3 separate regions of the Mus musculus genome follow, and regions 2 and 3 are each linked to region 1. Evidence: chromatin contacts called from public Hi-C and HiChIP or PLAC-seq data. All regions are on one chromosome and are shown on one strand. Each heading gives the region's core, a stretch centred on a gene start, on an enhancer-like site or on the middle of the called end of the contact. The rest is flanking DNA. Distances are from core to core; before and after follow the strand shown.

The links. A called contact is a pair of places that touch in the nucleus more often than the background predicts. HiChIP or PLAC-seq counts read pairs in DNA pulled down with a chosen protein or histone mark.
Region 2: a Hi-C map of bone marrow-derived macrophages shows a contact between it and region 1, with 21 read pairs. The contact joins two enhancer-like sites. A contact is called at or near these places in 1 of 484 Hi-C or Micro-C datasets (bone marrow-derived macrophages), 5 of 115 datasets of contacts at active chromatin or transcription factors (bone marrow-derived macrophages, embryonic basal ganglia, embryonic forebrain and 2 more) and 1 of 9 other capture datasets (embryonic stem cells).
Region 3: a contact with region 1 is called in an H3K27ac HiChIP or PLAC-seq map of the HPC-7 cell line, with 6 times the contacts expected there. The contact joins two enhancer-like sites. A contact is called at or near these places in 15 of 484 Hi-C or Micro-C datasets (the C10 cell line, the MC38 cell line, Sertoli cells and 9 more), 6 of 115 datasets of contacts at active chromatin or transcription factors (the HPC-7 cell line, differentiating embryonic stem cells, embryonic basal ganglia and 3 more) and 1 of 9 other capture datasets (adipose tissue).

Annotation. Positions count from the first base shown.
Region 1 is chr8:122,314,373-122,317,072 of GRCm38.p6, reverse strand. The region is part of intron 3 of Zfpm1 (zinc finger protein, multitype 1); the gene reads right to left. Among named protein-coding and RNA genes, the nearest start is that of Gm46056, 29 kb to the left of the region's middle. RefSeq lists an enhancer at 1,879-2,135. Within about 2 kb of position 1,317, at least 55 of the 459 cell types and tissues checked have an H3K27ac peak or open chromatin away from gene starts, as enhancers often do. A contact at or near this core is called in the HPC-7 cell line and bone marrow-derived macrophages, where this site is marked.
Region 2 is chr8:122,019,141-122,021,840 of GRCm38.p6, reverse strand. It overlaps Banp (BTG3 associated nuclear protein), which reads right to left. Exons shown (of 14, transcript NM_016812.4): 12 at 1,197-1,322. Among named protein-coding and RNA genes, the nearest start is that of Mir7237, 42 kb to the right of the region's middle. Within about 2 kb of position 1,285, at least 65 of the 459 cell types and tissues checked have an H3K27ac peak or open chromatin away from gene starts, as enhancers often do. A contact at or near this core is called in bone marrow-derived macrophages, where this site is marked.
Region 3 is chr8:121,965,693-121,968,392 of GRCm38.p6, reverse strand. The region is part of intron 1 of Banp (BTG3 associated nuclear protein); the gene reads right to left. Among named protein-coding and RNA genes, the nearest start is that of Mir7237, 11 kb to the left of the region's middle. Within about 2 kb of position 1,267, at least 100 of the 459 cell types and tissues checked have an H3K27ac peak or open chromatin away from gene starts, as enhancers often do. A contact at or near this core is called in the HPC-7 cell line, where this site is marked.

The DNA.
Region 1 (2,700 bases), core at 68-2,567:
GACGGGGAAAGGAAGAGGGATGACATTGTGAGGGGCTGGTAGGCATTCAGGAAAGGGGAGCACAAAGCAGGCTGGTCCTGACCTACATCCATGTCTCCTGCGGCAGCTCCCTGCTGGCCTGGAACTGGGCAGCCAGCGGTGGCTGGGCATTGGAGCTTGTCCCGGGGCACCTGTCCCACCTTCCCACAATCTACAAGTGACCTAGAATACATCGTGACCTGGGTTTGGGAGACTCTGCAGTTTGGTGGCTCTGTGAGTGTCAGTGGAGCATGTTGGTCAAGCCTGCTGGGCTCAGGGACTTCTTACAGCATCCTGTGGGGTCTGCATCTGTTAGAACGACTTCTGCTCTCTTCTGTAACTCTTTTTGCCCCAGGATCAGGTTTCTCTGTGTAACCCTGGCTGTCCTGGAACTCACTCTGTAGACCAGACTGGCCTCTAACTCAAAGATCCACCTGCCTTTGCCTGTCAAGTGCTGGGATTAAAGGCATGTGCCACCACTGCCCAGCTCTTGTAGAAAATTTTTAAGGTCAGAAGTGTCCTCTGGCTTCACTACAATGGCCATCCTCACCGATCTGCTGTCCACACTCCTGGCTTTCTGGATAAATTCCCAGAGCTCTGTCAAGTCTCTGCTTAGGCAGCAAAGGACTATGATAGGCCTTGGCTAGTGGTCCCCAAGTCACCCCATAGCACCAGATATGTGTAGAGGACACGGGGGCTTGGTGGCTTGAAGGACGAATCCAAGGCCTGTGGTGATTCCAGAGGACCCAGATAGCCCAGCTGGGGGCAGGGCCGGGTGGGCAGAGCCCCCATGAGACACAATAAGGTATGATAGCATCTCGCCTCATCTCAGGCCGCGCTGGGCCCTTGCGTGCAGGATATGACCAGCCCTCGAGCCGACGGCGGCCCCTTTGTCCCATCTCTGGGGACCGATCTTATCGGCTGCGTCCACCGCCTCCATAATGGAAAAAACGCAGCGAGGAAATCAAAAGTTACGCACAGAGATAGAGAGGTAATAAATAAATAAATAAATAAGGAGCCATTGTGGCTATGGGGAAGGGGTGCCTCTCAAAGAACAGCAATGTCACAGGGCTGGCAGGGGGTGGGTGGGGGTTGCTTCCTGGCTCCCATCTTGGGTCTCACAGGAGGGTCTCATAAATGCTGCTCACACAAGGGCAGTGCTACCCACAAGTAAGCAGAATTGCCTCAGTTTCCCTTGTGGGACAGCAAGAGAGAGGAGGGAGTATGTCCCAGTACCTGTATGTCTCAGTACCCGTGCGTCCCAGTACCCGTGCGACTCAGCACCGTGGCTGGACCCTGGACCTGTATGGATCCTAGCCGTGGGCACAGGGAAGTGCAAGTTTACCCACTTTGCCTGCTCCGCCTTACAGCAGTCACCCTGAGAAACGGAAGCTCTCTGGATGAGGAAATCACGGCTACCAGTCAAAATGAGAGGAATGGGGATAGAAGCCAGGGCCACCCCATCTTATTTCTACTAGGTACTCTGGTCATGGTAGAAATGGCTGGGGCAAATGTAACTCTAGCCAGGATGGGGCATGACAGCCAGAAAATAGCAAGTGAGGTGGCAGTCAGAGCTGGCTCTCACACCTGTGGTGATGTTGCTAGCAAGAACAATTTACCAGCAATGGCCACAGTTAGGGTACCTGTGGCCAGTAAGCCAGCGGCAGTGTTAAAGTCAGTCACACGCTGGGGCTCAGAGCAGCAGCACTGGTGACACAGGTGGCACCATTAACCACGGCCTCAGTGACAACAGCTGTTCCTCACCGAACACACAGCCCATGTCGACCTTATAACCAGGGAGGGGACAGGAGGGACACTGCTGGAAGACAATGGTTGTAGCTCCCCTGGCAAGGCTGGGACCTGCCTGGCTGATGTCGGGGCCGGCTGTGGGGCTGCTAGCTAGGCAGGAAGCTGGTGGGAGGGCGGAGAAGGAAGTGACTTGATTAGTGCCGCCACCGAGATAGCCTGCCCTGGCCACAGACAGCAAGTCCGGAAGGGGGTGAGGTCAGTGGGCCACACGTGGTGGGCAGCCAGGCCTGGGGCCCCTCTCGGGCTCCACCTGCACTTCCCACTGGATGTCCTGTTGTCTGTCCACTGCCTACAGTGTCTACTGAGAGCTCCTTGGGATGAGACTTTGTGGTAGGCAATGGACTCTCCCAAGAGGCCTGCTCAGTTCTCCCCAGAGCTGTCCATCTTGTCTGCCTCAGTTTCCACATCTGTAATGGGGTACCACAGTGCCTCCTGCTGCCTGGAGAGTATACTCTCGTGTCTTTTGAGAATTCGTCTGGGCTCTGTTTTTACCCACACAACAGCCAATGGGACCTGCTCCCAGAGCAGACCCATCTGTCACACCTGGTCTCCTACTTCTCCTGATGCTGTTACACCAGCTGTGCCTTTGGACCATTCATCAGGAGTCAGAAAGAACTCTGCGAGAGTCCTGGGCACTGGACCACATAGCTACATCCCCATGTCTTGGCCACTTTTCTGTCCCTTGGTGATTGGCTGCCATTGTAGCTGCTGCTCACTCAGATGAGGTCCTCAACCCCAAGATGTGTGGCAGGACACATAGCATGTGTCATGGGCCAGATGCTCACTGTATGAGAAGAAAGGAGGAGGGGGAGGCAGCATGGGGAGGAGGGCAGTTTGTGAGAGTCCCCTCCTTTGCAGTGTCTGAGGCCCAAG
Region 2 (2,700 bases), core at 36-2,535, 300 kb after region 1:
CTTGCAGAGGGAAAAGCCTGAACAGAGTACAATGATCCAGTCTTCTAAGAGTCACTGACAGAGCCCTTGGGTTTCTCCTTCACACTGACTTGTAGGCAAGGTCATCGTCTGTGCTCAGAACTACATTTCTCCAGGCCTGGTGCTCTGCTTCATCTGACCAAGCAGGTCAACGTGAAACAAAACCTAGAATTTTATATTTAGGAAAGAGCAAGCAAGAGCTCCTGTTTGGGGACGGCCATTGGTGGCAGACTTGGTTAGAGCCTTGGCTCTTCCAGACTCTTGACCTTTCATGGGTAGGCAGGGCAGCTTGGGCTCTCTCTTCCCCTGCATTTACCCAGAATACCTCCTGCTCTCTTTACTCAGCAGTTCTTGTGGATCTTATTGGGTCCCACATGCTTCTCTGCCAACCCTGCAGGCTAGCGAAGCCATGCTCTACAGACAGATGAACATTTCCCACACAGCATCTGAGTCCCCGGAGCTTCCTAGTCTCACTGCAAGAACCTGAGGTCAAACAGACAGGACAGTGTCTATGGAGGATCTTTGGCCCACGTGTACCTGGCTGTCTCCCCTGACCTACCCTGGGCCATCCACCAGGGTAACCCAAGGACAGGCAGTGGGAGGGGGGGGGGGTTCCTTGAACAGCAGAAGCAGCAGCTTCAGAAGGAAGGAAAGGACACAAACACCAGAACTGCTGCAATAGCAGAATGGCCCTGTCTCCAAGAATGAAAGGCTCCGTGGGACGAAGGCTCCAAGCTCAGCAGATGGGCCTGACTTAATGGCCATTCATCAAGCCATATGTCTTCATATGCCATCAATTGTTTCGTATGCCTATACACATGTCTTAAGACACATGTGGTCATAGATGTGCACATGCACACATCTGCATGTAAAGTCCATGCCTGTTCACAGTGACCTTGTCAGCAATGCCAAACCCCTAACATGCACCTCCACTCTGATGTCTCTGGCTGCCCAAGCAAGCTCTTAGCCTCAGGCCTCTGTGGGATTCAGCATAGACAGTGGCAGTCATTGTGGCAGCCTCTGTAAGCCTGGGCTTAGTGTGTGGCACAGGCTCTGTAAGGACCTATGGCAAGCAGGACGTGCCTGCTGTCCAGAGCTCTGACCTGACCCTTCTTTCAAGGTCCCTGGAAAACACTGGTCAGGCCACCCACATCTCCCGACAAGAAACACTTACAAACCTGGATCATTTCATTTCCAGCAGGCAGATCAAGTGTGTCTCCTCCCAGAGGCCAAAGCTGGGAGGGATTAGCCTGGGCCACTGAGTCACCGCTGACAGGAATGGGATTCTGGCACAGGCCCCACGACTGGAAGAGATCAGAATGGGGGCTATAGGCTCTGCAGGGACTTGTCAAGCCACAGATCCCACCTTGTGGGGAAGAGGTAGGAAAAGGAGAGGTGCTGATACACTGTGGCTGCCTGGTTTGCTATCTCCTGGTAACTCAGAAGCCAGGCCACATTTGGAAACCCCAAGTTAGGAGTTATGACATAACCAGTTCCCCAATCATGTTACATTTTTACAGGTTCCTCCATGATGAATTTAAAGTAGCTGCAGTTGCATTTAAGGAAACTCTTGCAATCACAGAACCAGTTTCCCAGAAAACTCTGCTGTGCTGATTGTAGCAAACAACACCCTCCCTGCTCAGCAGCGCTGTCCTACCAGCACTGCCAAGAAAACCACTTTCTATATGAAACGCGAAGCTGCTGAGACGTGAGGTGTTATACTGTAGGAAAACCTGAATTTGCAATATTAAGACAAAGGTGTAACTTGACCAACCAATCAATGAATGGAAGCAAGATTCCCAGCTGGAAAAAAGCTTAGAAAGTCATGGCTTTCAAAGACTAGAAGCTACCAGGCCTGGCTTACAAATTGTCTCCCAGTGAGGAGGCTGTGGGGCCTGGATCCTGGCTACGGGATCTGACCACATCTGGTTCAGCTGTAGGGAGGAGCTGGTGAGCCATCACCTTGGCTGGCTGCTGTGATGAAGAGATCAAGATACGTGTCAGGGTGCCATCATCATACTCACTAGGAGGGTACTTGCCAGGAAGGCCTGGCCGTCCCTCAAAGTGTCCAGTTCTAGCCATGCTTCTTGGGCCTGCCCCGTGGGCCTCTGGTCCACTCTCAGGAGTTGTCATACTAGTGACCATTCCTCCTCCAGCAACAGGGGAAGACAAACACCTGCTCTGCTGTGTGGGCCATTCCTGAGTCTGCCTCCAGCACCAGAAGGAGTTTCCGAGGCATTTAACAAAACAAGCACCTTTAAGCCACACATGATGGCTGATTATCCTAGCATTTGATAGGGAGAAGCAGAGTTGAAAGCCAGCCTTGGCTATTTAAGTGAGTTGGAGGCCAGCCAGAGCTACATGAGACAAGCTAAGTAAGGTGTCACTGGTAATGCTACTCTCAGGTGAGAGCTATGACAGCCACAAGGACACTGTAGGAAGACAGCTGGGAGCCAGAGATGGCAGGCAGGGCAGGGAGGAGGACACATGGCATCTAACCACACAGCCCACAAACAAGGCTCCAGAGACTCCAGCAACACTGGACCACTTGCTCTGTGACTGACAATTGCAGAGGAACCCAACAGGTATGTACTACAAATGTTAAATGTGTGGTGTATCACAATGAGCACAGGAAGGTCCGCTGCATGCCTGAATCAAGCACATTCCAGTCTCTGGCATCTA
Region 3 (2,700 bases), core at 18-2,517, 350 kb after region 1:
AACCCAGAGATTCCATGAGCTGTGCCTGCCTCTCCTAAGGGGCCAGTGGAAGAGGCTTTTAAATGCCCAACCCCGGCACCTTCCTGCTTCCTAAAAGCTCTGCAAATGGCTTAGGAAAACACTCTGGACCGACTATAAAACCCTGAACTCTGACCTCCTCCAAACAAGGACACCACTGCCCTCCTTCCTCGCTGTTTATCCAAATGCTCCTGTTGCCAGGATAAAAACATTTAAAATTCTGCTAACAGTGAAGGTTTCAATAGAAAAAAAAACTAGGGCAAGCAGCCCAAGAAAACTGGAACAGAGAGACATGCACGCAGTTGCCATTTTGGCAAATTAGCTTTGCCATTTCTCAGAAGGCCTGGGGAGAATCCAGTCCTAATGTAATAAAACAGCTGGACTAAGACTAATGTTCAATAAAGACTCCAACTGCAATTACCATTTAGAGTGCTGAAGCTTCCAGGGTGCACGTGGAAAAAGTGCAGTCCACCAAAGCCACAGCCCAAGCACTCAGCAGGGGTACAGCAAGGTGAGGGGTGGCCCCACCACGTGTTAACATGAAAGAATGATTTAATCATGCTACCCCAATACACCACAGAAAGGCACACCAGTTGGAAGTCCCAGGTCAGTGTGTAGGAACTGCACATGTATGTCTTCCTGTACCTATAAGCTGGCACGGCAGTACCTGGGGGTTGGGTAGAACACCTTAAACCTAAGCTGCCTCCCTCGGGGAGGCAGAGATCCCAGGATCTGAGTGGCGTACCTCCGCAGGACTTACTAATTAGTTATTGGTTGCTTAGTGTCTCTAGGTCAGAGTAGTTCCATGCAGAGTTAGCACAGGCATCAAATCCCAACAGTACCTCAAACATTTTCCCCAGCGCTGGTTGTTGAACCTAGAGGCTTAAGCCCCAGTCTAATTATCTAGTGAGGCCCTCTTTAACCCATCTCACCACAGCCCCCGCCCCATCCCCAGCCCCTCCCTGCACCTTGACTGAACTCCTCAGAACTCCTGGACTAGTGTGTGTGTCAGTCACACTACCTCCACTGGCCCTTACCAGGGCCCCACAGATGGCCTTGCTTTCCTGCCCCACCCCCAGGCCTCCCTCCAGGGTGCCAAGTGTTCCAGGGCACTCAGTGCTCCCTCCATTTGCTCCCTCCTTGCTGTTCCTGAGCCCCCTGAGTGTCAGTCTTTCCTACCAGGCTGCTCCAGCTCTAGGACCGTGGCTTCTCTCCAGCAGGGCTGGCCCTATACCACACACACTGTGCCTAGGCTTCCTGCAGGGCTATTCCCCAGGCCATTGTTCTTAGGTCTCTGCCTGCTCCCAATCAACTCCCTCCCTGCAGGGAGCCAGGGCAAGACCCACTGCTCAATGGGCACTGAAGGCCTGGTGCTCAGCTTCTTGTCACTCACACCCCTACCACACAGCACTCTTTCAGCACAGGTCCCTCCTTGTCCCAGGTACAGCTCACAGCCCTCCCCCGGCACCTCGCCCGTTGGCAGTGGCCCTTGTTCCCCAGCTGCTTGGGCCAAAGCTTGGGCCTGGGAGGTTTATTCTCTCCTACAGGTTCCGCCTCAGGCTCTGACTGCACCCAGGCATCACCTAACATCTGGATTCATGTGCAGTTTTCCAGGGTTTTTTCCGCCTTCTGCTCCAGAGCTCTCAACAGCAGCTCAAGAGCCACATCAGAGACAGACAAGATTTCTTGGGCTCATGCTGCAGTGGCTTGAAGAGTTTCTGTGTCCTCAGCAGGTAGACCAGCAGCATCCATCTTGGGCTCTCTTCCTTGCTCACTCACTGGACCTATCCAGTTATCCCACCTCCACCCCCAGCCTTGTCTCTTCCAGTCAGACGGCCCCTTCACCCTTTCCCACGTGTTTTCTGTTCCCACACAGGTTCTTCGCTGACACTAAATCATGTCTGAAGGACACCAGCACCCACCCCCCTGGTCTCGGGTCCTGCTTTATGGACAAGCACTTTCCTCTGGCTTACTATACTTCATAAAGATCTGCTTTGCTAAGCATCTGCCTCCCAGGCACTGCTGAAAGCTGAGAGCCTGTGAGCAACTGAACGGCCCTCTCCAAGGCATCCTGCAGCTGATACAGGGCCAATGTTCATGCCAGACACAGATACCAGTATGACATCAGCATTGCCACTGAGAACCCACTGGTAAGGTGAACCCGTTTACCCTAGGCTGGCCAGTGCTGACAGTACACTGTGTGGAAAAGTCACACCGTGCCTCATTAGTACATACAATTATGCCAGCCCCACAAAAATTAACATTATTACATTTCAATAAAAACCAAAACCAGGCAAGGTGGCACCACATCTGTAATCCCAGCCCTTGGGAAGTAGAGGCAGGCAGATCTCTGTGAATTCAAGGCCACTCTAGTCTACATGGAAAGTCCTAGGCAAGATAGGGCTACACTATGAGATTCTATCTCAAGCACACACACTAAATTAATTACAAACCATAGACTACGTCTTCACAGCACCTGTGCCTATGCTCTGGTCTCCAAGCCTGCACTGTATGCACTGAATAACTGCATAAACTCAGCTGCTCAGCTTGTGAGTGACAAACTGGCTGTCAATGCTGATTGCTCAGCTGCCTGTCAGTCAGCAATGTGCCATGGTAACTAAATATTTAACTACAAATGTGTTTTCAAATATTTGCAGCATCCATGAGAAAAAACTGAAGTAT